Regions from separate parts of the Rattus norvegicus genome. Here region 1 is linked to region 2. A link is a contact called in public Hi-C data. All regions are on one chromosome and are shown on one strand. Each heading gives the region's core, a stretch centred on a gene start, on an enhancer-like site or on the middle of the called end of the contact. The rest is flanking DNA. Distances are from core to core; before and after follow the strand shown.

Region 1 (5,820 bases), core at 588-3,087, 170 kb before region 2:
ACCTCTCCAAACCAGAGGTCAAGGCAGAATAAGAAAGCCCAAACTCTACTGCATTCAGAACCACCCTTTACAGCTGCAGACCATCTTGAGGTCCAGTGGGAACAAGTGGGAACGGTTTCCTTGAGAAGGACATCAGAATCTGAGGTGGGGGTCTCCAATTTAGAAGCAGCTATGGGAGAGCAGTTCCTCCACAGCCTCAGAATGCACCATACAGTATTTGAATAAAGTCGTCCTCAGGCAACAGACAAGTTGGTCTCTCAGTGCCGGGTCGATTACAGGGTGCTACCATAAACATCTGCCCTTATGTGGACTGAGGGAGCTGGTAGGCCTTCTATAGGACCTAGAAAAGACAATTTCTTCTTTCTGTTTTTTTTTTGGGGGGGGGTTCTTTTCTTTTCTTTTTTCGGAGCTGGGGACCGAACCCAGGGCCTTGTGCTTGCTAGGCAAGCACTCTACCACTGAGCTAAATCCACAACCCCTCTTCTTTCTGTTTTAGCATGTTCAAAATGGCTCTCCTTAGGACATGATCTTTCAGGCCATCTTCCTAGGAGTGGGGTTTTGGGTTAGTCATTAGATCTGGCATCCTGGCCATCCATGGAGAATGGGAGTGAACTGAATAGCTGTGCAGGTATCCTGGTCTGTGAGGGCTTCCTCCCACCCCTTCCTGTATTAATGAGAAAGGTGAGGGCCAGGAGCAAAGACTGAGTCCTTCCTAATAGAGTGTTCTCAGCAGCGGCGGCTCTCCTACTCACCCTTTCCAGGACGGAACAGATGAAGGTGGCGGTCAGAACGGGACCCTTAGAGCCTGTGCGTTATAAAGTGATGTATAGAAAACAAAGGAGATCAGGATAGTCCATTTATGCAGCCATGTTCAAACTATAGCACAAGGTCTTATGGCCTGCCATACAAGTGAAGTCCAACTCCAAAATCCAAGTCCCAAGATTCGAGCCCTGACTCTGGTGTACCACCAGCTACGGTTGCAAAAAGGAGGGTAATGGAAACCCATGTCCATGAGGTTTGAATGTCTAAGTCCTGCATGGACACCATCAATGCTGGGCCTGGGAGCTCACTTCGGATGCAATGGTTATGCTTCTGCAAATGCTGAACACAAAGGCTGAGAGGGTGGCTTAGCACTTGTAAATCGTGCCATGCAAGCATGAGGATTGGAGCTTGGATTCCCAGAACCCACATAACTCCTGGGCGATGGTGGCAGTCCTCCTGTTGTGATTCCAGTGATCGGAATCTGGAGACAGGAGTTCTCTGGAGCAAAGTGACGAGCCAGAGTAGCTGTATGTGTGAGTTCTGGGTGCAACAGAAAGACTTTGTCTCAATGTATAGAGAAGAGAGAGCTAGAGAAAGGGCCATCAACCTCGGGAGGCCACATAGGCGCAAAAACAAGTACACACTCGCATACATGAATACATACACTTGAACGTGGGCACAGCTGTTACGTCAGTTTGAATTTTCCAGTGTGCCTACTGCAGAAATCTGCAGAATTCCTAGCATTAAAATGCAGAGGAAGGAAAAAAAAAAAAAAACCGAAGCGCTGAGCAGCCAGCACATTTAACCAAGTCATGGACATGCTGGAAGAAAAGCTCTTTGGCATCCATTAGGTGCCTTGGACCCTGGGGCATATCTAGGATCGCTAGAGAACAATAGGTTTTGGTTATCAGAGCAGCTCACTCAGCCCCATTCCAGCCAGGAGGTCATCTGGGGGCTCCAGGAGTTCAGCTCTAGTGTCTAAACAGCCAGAGTGAATTATTCACTTAGGAGGCTGAAAAACAACCCCTGGATTGTGAAATGGAGCTTTCCGAAGTAAAATGTCTTAGTCACTTGGAATCTGACCAAAGTCAACTCTTGGCCCTGACCCACCCATACGTCTGTGCTGGAAGGGAGAAGAGACCGGGAAACCCCAAAACAAATATAAAAGCGGCTAGTCAGCGCAGGATGGGCAAGGTTCTCCAGGGGCAGGTGCACTCCAGGTGAGGCAGGCAGGGATCCTGGAAGCTTCACTTCGAGCAGGTCACAGAAGGGCTGTCAACGGCATTGTTTGGTTCCAGGCCTGAACGGGTCTGTGGCTTACATAACATCTTGGCAGGCAGATGCAGCCAGGCGGAAGCACACGGTTTTCCAGCAGCCCGTAATCATCTTTGATTCTCTGTCTGTTCAGCAACTCTCAGGCGCTGGGGGAGGCAGCTGTGCGGAATGGGTAGGGCAGGATTCCAGCACAGTACAGTCTTCTGTCTCCTTCAGCGGAACAAACAGCCAGGGAACCATCAACTGCCACACACTGGGACTGGGGCAGGCTGGGGGCGGAGCTGTTCTGAAGCCTGGTCCAGGCTTGAGGGCAGAGATTATCCAGCAGCTGAGCACCAGAGCTGTCAGAAGTGTGTGTGTGTGTGTGTGTGTGTGTGTGTGTGTGTGTGTGTGTGTGTGTGTGTGTGTGTTGGGGGAGGGGGTGCCCTGACACCTGACACTATTCGCCACCTTGACTCATTTGTGGGAACAGTGGTGTTCCTTCCCCCCTTTTAAACACAGAGATGTCAGAATTCAGTGTCGTGTCCATCACAAAAGGTAGTTGGGTCAGGGCTCCATGTCTTAGTAAATAATGATTCCCTCCCTACATGCCTTCTCCTCTATATGGGTATCAAGCCCATCATGCTGGGTCCTGGGCATGTGGGGGTTGGGAGGAGAAGAACTTTAGATGTCACTTGCTGAAAACACAAATTTGCACTTTTTTTTTTAAAATCCTAACTTGATTCTCATTGACTAGCAGCAGCTGGTGTTCCTATAAAATGACTCCTACTCCCCACTGGCTGTAGATCTCACACTCCCTGCTGTCTTCCACCTCAAAATCTCCTCAGGCACTCACTCCACTTGCCTGGTTCTTGCGTGCTTAGGATGAACTCTCCACTCCATCTAAGCTATTGTTTCCTTCTGGGAATGACCCACTTACCTTGGTGAGGCAGCAGAGTGTAGGTAGTACTTATGAAAAAGAAATACGACGGAGATAGTTTCTATCCACAGAGACTGAAAGGTCTTTGGATGGAGGCTCCAGTCCTTTATTCCTTCAACAGTTTCCCTCAGAAGTCTCACCTTAGAGGTCAAACTAGTGCGTGATTTTATTGGGAATACAGCCCTGGTCATAGGCCTCTCCAGTACCTGGTACTGAGCGCTTATGTTTTACATGTGTTAAGATTAATGAATAATTGTGCGCACGAACTGTTGATCTTGGCAGCGAGGTGCAATTACCAAATACGCCCACACCCTCATCTATTTACTGACTGGACACACTTTGTTATGCAAGTGATTTATGTGACCTTGTATGGTGGTGTGCTCAGATGTTCCTGAATGTTCTGATTCCTTCTAACCCCTAGCCCGCATCTCAGGCCTCAACCCCTTGACGATGCCATGCTGCACAGTTGATCTCTCAGTATTTACCTCATTCCTTGGACCTCTGTGTCCTTGTTGGCTCTGCCATACCTTTGACCTTGTCCCTTCACTTTGCTACATTCCCATTCTCCTCGCCTGCCCCCACCAGCTCCTAGCGCCTTCCCAGCAGCCTCCCTGGTCTTGCTGGGAGTAACCCAGCCCTCACTCCTCTGTTCTCATGTTTTTATGTGAACCTTTTATTTGTCCTCACCGCAATGCTCATGTCCCTGGAGGCGGGGACTGGACTTTCGTTTCTGTGTCCTCCTTACCCCCTCCTTAAATCAAAATCCAGTTACCACAGGGTAGCCACAGTCTCTAGAAGTTCATGGTTCGATCCGTTGTACCAAATAACCACCAACACTGTGCCACGACACCTGTTGACAGACCACAAAGTTCACCATGTGGACCGGACAGAAGAGAACTAGGATAGAAACCTCAAGAACCATGGGGAACCCAAGGCAGGGAGTGACATGAAAAAAGTCCACGTCAATGCTTGTGGCTAAGAAAGGTGGCCACTTAATTCTACATGTGTCACCTGCTCTTACATGCAGGAGCCGCCAGTGGCTCTATGTCCTTTGCAAGACGCGCTGGCTGGTTTTTGTCAACTTGACGTAAATCTAGACATCTCTGGGAAGAGGGAATCTTAATTGAGAACATGTTTCCATTCGAGTCACCTGTTGGGTACTGAGGGAGGGCCTAACCCATTGTGGGTGGCACCACCCCTGAGCAGGTGGTGATGCTGGATGGCATAAAAAAGCAGGCTGAGCAAGCCAAGAGAAGCAAGTCAGTAAACAGCACTCCTCCGAGGCACTCCCCACTTCCTACCTCCAGGTTTCTGCCCTGAACTCCTGACATGGCTTCCCTCAGTGATAGATTTACAAACCACAATGTGAAATGAAATGTTTCCTCCCAAAGTTGCTTTGCTCATGCATTTTATCGCAGCAATAGAGACTCTAAGAGACAAAGTAAAGACCAGATGCCTTGCAGCGGCCTTTCAGGTCCTCTGTGATCCAGGTCTTGCCTCCAAGGTGCCTTCCCGATGCCTGGCTGATGTTCTATTCATGGGCACCCACTTCATCTCCAGATGAATCATCCTCGATTTCCTGGGATGTTTCTTTCTCTGGGATGTCCAGTGTCCTGTAGACCCCTCCAAGACTGACAGAGGCTCTTCAGGAGTGCAGTGGCTTCCTATCCTGAGCACTCACCACTGCTCTTCAACACTGGCTGCCCATATAGACTGTGAGCTTCCCCCATACAAAGACTGGCTCTCTACTCTAGCAAAACACAAGGAAACAATCACATATCCAATAAACATCACACATTTAAAAAATGTTCCAGAACTACTGTTGTAATCAAGAAAGTCTTTGTTTAAGAAGTGAGAAAATCCTGGAAATGAATTTTACAACACTTGAGTGAAGAAAAGCTGAATTCAAAGTGAATTTAAACTAAAATAATATGCAGGGACTTATCTCAAAGGAGTTACTGATAGTTTGATCAAATTCTCTCTCTCTCTTTCTCTCTCTCTCTCTCTCTCTTTCTCTCTCTCTCTCTCTCTCTCTGTGGGGGGTCTGTCTGTCTGTCTGTGTGGTAAGGAGGGAGTCATGGAGTGTGTGTGTCAAAGCATGTATGCAATCACAGGACAACTTTGCAGAGTTGATTCTCTACTTTTACAGAGATTAAACTCAGGTAGGCAGACTTCACTGTAAGCACCTTTACCCTCTGAGCCATCTCACCAGCACAATTTGACCAATTCTTATAATGTTACTTATTTACTGTATTCCAATGATTTCACCTTTAACTGTTTACTCAAGAATGTTCTCGTAGGCTTCATTTACAACAGCCATGATTTGGAAATAGCCAAATGCCAATCAAGAGCATAATGGATAAGTAAACTGTGGAATATTACATGCATGAAATACTATTCAGCGATGAAAAGGAAAAGCTAATAATATATGCATTGGGCTTTAAATGCTAAAAAGTACACTCTATGCTATTTTGTTTATAGGAGTCCAGTACAAGTATTTAGGGGATGGCAGTCAAAGTGACAGTTGTCAACTGACTGCAAGGGGTCATGGGGAACTTTCTGATCATAGGAGTTACCTCTATCATACACAGATGTTGTTTACACGGAATCCTAAACTTATTTGAATCTTTCAAATTAGTCAACTATGGTCTGTGCACTTCCATAAAAGGAAACACTAACATTTTTAGAGGTTTTTCTTATTATTTTTTATGTCCCGGGACTCACTTGAATTGTAATGCCAAAATAAAAAGCATCTACGAAAAACCTATAGCCAATATCATAATAGATGATTAAAAATGAAAACTTTTTCCCTGTGGTCAATGACAAGGCAAGAACCCTCATCCTGTTCATTCAGACGCCTACAC
Region 2 (5,824 bases), core at 2,277-4,776:
TCTGTAGGGTCATATTTATATTCTTTCTAAACATCATAAGTCTTTTCACATGTTTGCTGAAGCAAAACATCCTTTCACCTGTGTGCCCCAGCAAAACATCATCTGACATAACTGACTTCCAAAGAAACCAAAGTTTCCACTTCGCATGTATGTATATGTCTGTGTGAGGGTGTCAGATCCCCGGGACAGGAGCTACAGACAGTTGTGAGCTGCCATGTGGGTGCTGGGAATTGAATCCAGGTGCTCTGGAAGAGTAGCCAGTGCTCTTAACCCTCTGGGTCATCTCTCCAGGCCCCCACCCCACCCTTTTTTTTTTAATGGAGAATCAGCTGGAGTCTGAGAAGCAGAGACTGGGAGCTGCAATTGTCAAACAAGTCTGAGACAAGACCCTGGTTACAAAAGTCATAAATATGGGCTCAATTCATGTAATTGCTTCTTGGGTCAATGAGAGTTTCAAAAGAAAAAAGTTTAAGTGGGCCAGGTGGCTCAACAGGTAAAGGCATTTGAGTTTCATCCCTGAATCTCACAAGTGGCCCGAGTGAACTCTCAGGAGAGAGCTCCTGAGCATTGTCCTTTGACCTGCAAACACACACACACACACACACACACACACACACACACACACACAACGCACATGTGAGTACAAAAGCATAACCAATTTAGACTTCCCTACTAGAAAATGTATATAACAAGGATGTGGAATGAGGAAGAGAGATTTAGCTATAAATTCCAATAAATTAGAGAAAAGAAAAATGTAAACCTTTAATTATCAGATCGTAATTCATTACTTGACTTAGCAGAACAAACAATAGCCTTCCTCAGGCGAACACTGAGTAAGATTTTGATTATCTCCTCAAGAAAATGGCACACAAGTGAGTCGAAAGGGGGTGGGGGTGGGGTAACTGACATCCGAAACTGCCGCTGAAATCAAACAGAAAAAGGTCAAACTAGTAAGTGTGCATCTCATTCTGCATAAGAAGGGGCCACCAATAGTCTGGCAGGGGTCTTCAGAAGGCACTCTGCTCTCAGCACTGAACCATTTGCTTCGAAGGAAAGATGCAGGGAGAAGAGGGGTCACTGTCCTCAGTTGTGTGCCTACTGGTGACCTCACCAGGCTCCAATAGATAAACCAATGATCACACAGATGGCCCCGGTTAAACTAATGAGTCACAAAGCAAACCCAAAGTTCATGGGTCCAGGAAAGGGACTGGTTGGAAAGGGAGTTGGTAGGAATGGGAGGGAGACAAGAGAGGATAGGAAGAGAGATCATGATCATAATGTATTAAATACAGACATAAAATTGTCAAATAACAAATTTTAAACTCATAAAAATGATACACAAAGGTGAGATGGATAGTGTTGAAGCCAGCAGCTAGTCTCCAGCCCCTTCCATGGAAGTCAGGACAAAGCTATAAGACACAGAATGAAGTCTGCTACATTGCAGAAGGTGACAGCATCAACTCAGCAAAAACCATCAGCTGAGCAGCATAGACAATTCTCACGCCCGGAAGTGCTGGGGATGTCTCCCACTGAAATGTGAATTCAGAAGACTTTTGATATCATCCAGCTCAACCTCCTCCAGAGACTCAGAGGGGCAAAGGGTCATGCCCCAAACCAGAACTAGAATTCCGATCGGGACTGCATCCTGCGTACCTCAGTTTGTCCTATAATCTTCCCAGAGACAAATAGATGTTAGAGGTAGTCAGGATGGTAATCTCAAGTCTTTCGACACTTCAGCGCTCCAACTGACCTCACAAGGCAACAAGGGTAAAGGGGGCCAGGAACCCAGAGGCTTTCCCCTGCCTGGGATGTTAGCCTTTGAGCTACAAATTGGGCCCCCTCCGATTGAACCACTTGTAAAGACCCACTGTGTCTCCAGACTTCCAAGTGGAGGTGTCTAGTGAAGGAGCAGATGTTGGGACTGCAAAGAGAGATCGCAACATGATCAATGATCACAATCACACCAAAGGGTGAGATTTTTCCGGACCAGAGAGCCTGAGATCCTTAAGAAGAGAAAAATGCCCAAGACACAGCTGTTAGGAACAGTAGCCTTCAGACAGGAAGAGCAAAGGAAACCAAGGGACCAATGGGGGCCAGGCAATCTCTGAATACAGGTCTTAGATGTCTGGAACTGGGAAGGAGTGCCTTGATGCTTGCCGGCCTCTTTGGTGTTGAATATGTCTCAGGAAGCTAATGGTCAGTGACGCAAAGAAATGGGAGGAGCTAAAAGTGGAGGAAGACATGGTGCTTACCTGAGGGGCCACTTCCTGACTTAACAGTGGAAGAACAGTTTTCTGTCTGTTTCGCCTCATCCTCTCCCCATTCCCATTAGCACAGATGGGAGAACCCTGGCAATACGAGAGTCTCCAGGAAGGGTCAGCAGAGGGCCACCTATGCCTCTGCTAAGTGGACTTAGTCCAGATTAGAGCATGTGTTGCTCTGAACTGTGTGGCATAAAGGTTGGGCAAGTATGCGCTTTCCTGGTGCTGAGGGCAAAGGTCAAGGGAACTGGGCAGGGAGCAGAAAGGCAATCTTATGCTAAAAGCAAAGAGAGTGGGGGTGGGGGTGGGGGGCATCCCCTTTTACCTACCAAGTGTATTCACCAGAGGTTAGCCGTTTTACAGGAAATAGAAACTTCAGGTAGCAAGTTACCAAGCTGGGTGTCAATAGATTGTTAGCTTTTGATTGGTCCAAGATAACCTGACATCTTACCAACAAGAACCCCCCTCCCTTCCTCTATGTTCTGGTTATACTGGTTTTCTGTAGGTTCCTCCTGGATGAGACTCTGCAACCATGGAGAACAGAGAGAACCATGCAGAAGAACTCAGGCTTTGGAGCTGGCAGCCACATCTGTACGTTGGTGTTGATACTCACCTCTGAGGACCGAGTGACTCTTTACAAAAGGGTGACTCTTTACAAATTAGCTACCCAGGAGGTGCCCTCCATTCTTACTTTGAAATATGCTCTTAATCATGAGAGCCCTCAAGCCACCTTCATTATGGCTTTCCCCAATTTAGACTCATTGTCCAGATCAACAATGCACTCGATGCTTTTCTTTGTGCTCCATCAGTAGGTGCTGTTCTGTCATGACATCGCCAAGCTATTGCACACTGGAAACTGCTTGTTCCAATATTGCAGCTCCTTGGATACAAGCTGACATGCTTTTGTAACGCTCAGCCCTTTACCTAGATCCTTGAGAGACTTCACGTTTCCCAGTTTTCTCAGCAGGCATGAGGGATTGACAAGTTCCTGATCTAAATGTCCAGGAAGACTCTAGGTCCTCAGTGTAAACTCCCTCAGAGACAGAGACGCGCACAAGCAGGTGCCTGTGGCTATAAGGCAGCCATGTGGTAGCTGCTATAGCCGTAGCACCCGGTGAGACAGTCAGTCCTTTTTGGCTGTTACTGTAAACCACCAGGCGTGGGTACAGCTTGCTGGTCTCTCTCTCTCTGGCACATTGAGTGATTCCTCATTTGCCCTTTTCCTCTGAAGTTCATGCCCTCAGGCACCGGGCTAAATTTAGCTCTTTTCGGGAACCTTTCCCGACTGTTACACAGACCGGTAGTTTTGGCCATCCCTCAGACAGGGCTTAGGGCCACCTCCCCTCACCCAGAAGTCTCTTCAGGTGCTCAGGGCTGGGGCTCCACTTGTGTGATTGGTCCTTTTCATAGCATTAAGTCAACAGGACTTGTTTTGAGAATCAATCTGTGCTCTTGAAAGCCGAAGCCCTTCATTCTGGTCCCTGAACCTTTGGTTCTCCTTTGTCATCTCTTACAATTGCCCACAGCTCTCTTCACTTCCCGTTATTTTAGCTGCATGTGGGGCACATATCTTCAATCCTAACACTTTGGAGACAAAGAAAGGTGGATCTCTGTGAGTGCAAAACCAGCTTGGTCTGCAGTCTAGGATAGCCAGAGCTACATAGAGAGACCCTGTCTCAAAAAACAAACAAAACAAAAATATCTCATTTTATTTTATGTGTGTGTGCCTGAGTATATAGAAGTTCATCACATTCATGCAGGAACCTGTAGAAATCAGAAGAGGACATTAGGTCTCCTAGAACTGGAGTTACAGATGGTTGAAAGCCATAGTGGGTGCTGGGAACTGGGAACTGGGTCCTGCGTCCTGCGTCCTCTGAAAGAGTCAGTGAGTGCTGCTAACTACTAAGCCATCTCCCCAGTGCCCAGGTAGGTACCACTAACAGATGCTAATTAGTGTCTACTTATGGGTGAATTATTCTGAGGAAGGCAGAGGCTAGAGTCAGAATCTCTTGGTGGGTGGTTAAATGAGAGAAACATACACGAAGGCTTTTATAGGTTTCGATGTACTCCTTTTCAAAGGCGCAGAACAGGGTGCATCGATCACACTCAACCTTTTATTATTTTGCTTTATTATTTTCTTCTTTTTAATGTAAGCTCTGAATAAATCAACCAATCAGCAAGCATGAATGGATCTCTGCCTTCATTCAATTAGTTAGGAGCTGGTCAGAAGTGAACAAAGGAACAGTGGAAGCAGATAGGAAAGGAGTCTTGGGGGTGGTTGGAATACTATTGGGAAAGGATTCGATAGGCCCTCTATCCTCCTAGAATTTGAAAGCCATCTGATGAAGCCAATCTAACCCACTTAAAACAAGATCAGTGCTAGCACTAAATGTGAGGAACATTCTGGAAAGGCTTTGCAGAGGAGGGAGGTTTGTACTGGCCTTGAAGTGTAGGAAGGCTTTAAATGGATACAGGGAGAGACTCATAATCAGAAAGAACATGATGAGCAGAGACCAGGGGAAATGACTCCTACAAGGTTCACACACTTGTGACTTGGAGGTGCCTGTAAAAAGCCAAACAGACTCAGCGGGAAGTGTACATGAGGGAGAGGAATTAACCAGATGTAGTTCACATCTGCAAGGCCAGTCAAAGCCCCAACCATGACACCTGGTAGTATGAGTGGGCCCCTGTTAAAGAGGAATCTTGCCCTGTTTTTCTTCTAGAAGTGATAACAAATGAGCTCTTACTCAGATTCACCCTCAGTCTCATCTTTTCTTTCTAGATAAGAAGGTCAAGAGGTACCGTAAGACCAAAGCAAGGGGTTCTAGAACAATGAGACCCCTGGTGTGCATGTCCTGCCATAAAGGGCTCTAGTCACATCTGGGCACAGATTCCCAGGAGAAGAGTCAACTACTTAGAGGTGGTTGGAGTCATTGAAGAATATGGCTTAAAGATATACCAAGATGAAAAATCAAAAGTAAATACTCCTGAATGGCCACTGTCCTGACACATGACTGGGGCCAATGGCCCTGGTGTTCTTGCTGCCACACTTGCTGACCACAGAGAAGGTCTATTTTAAGGATTTGTCTGACAGGTCCCGTGAAGAAACTGCTACTTTGGAACAGCTTTTTGAAAAGAGACCAAAGCTCCCTGCAAAACTAAAAGGTTAGCACAGGATCCCCAGTAACTCTTTAAACCAAAGCAAACATGAGAGCAGGCCTTGTTTGTTCTGCACAGGGCTTGTCTCCTGCCCTTAGTCACCTGACTCCCAAGGCTCCTGGTTGATTTCCTCCTGGGGTCAAAGATGAGAACAGGCAGCTGGTGCTCAAAAGGCAGGGATGCTAAACTATGAGAGGAGTAGGGGATACATTGTGGTTCTGGGTTTTTGTTTGTTTTTTTAATTTCACAGAGCTTTGTTGGGTAGTGGTTCTGTTTTTTGAAATGGTGAAATTGTTGCTGGAAATAATACCAGCTATATAGAGGTCCAGATATCCAGCACATTTAAAATAGCCTCTCGGTGTTTCTCCTCCAATCTTCCTTACCTTCCAGCCTCTAAGGCAGGC

The links. A called contact is a pair of places that touch in the nucleus more often than the background predicts.
Region 1: a contact with region 2 is called in a Hi-C map of liver, with 3 times the contacts expected there. The contact joins two enhancer-like sites. A contact is called at or near these places in 3 of 12 Hi-C or Micro-C datasets (kidney and liver).

Annotation. Positions count from the first base shown.
Region 1 is chr13:68,834,323-68,840,142 of GRCr8, reverse strand. No RefSeq gene overlaps it. Among named protein-coding and RNA genes, the nearest start is that of Zfp648, 50 kb to the left of the region's middle. Within about 2 kb of position 1,837, at least 84 of the 93 cell types and tissues checked have an H3K27ac peak or open chromatin away from gene starts, as enhancers often do. A contact at or near this core is called in liver, where this site is marked.
Region 2 is chr13:68,663,618-68,669,441 of GRCr8, reverse strand. No RefSeq gene overlaps it. Among named protein-coding and RNA genes, the nearest start is that of Glul, 90 kb to the right of the region's middle. Within about 2 kb of position 3,526, at least 5 of the 93 cell types and tissues checked have an H3K27ac peak or open chromatin away from gene starts, as enhancers often do. A contact at or near this core is called in liver, where this site is marked.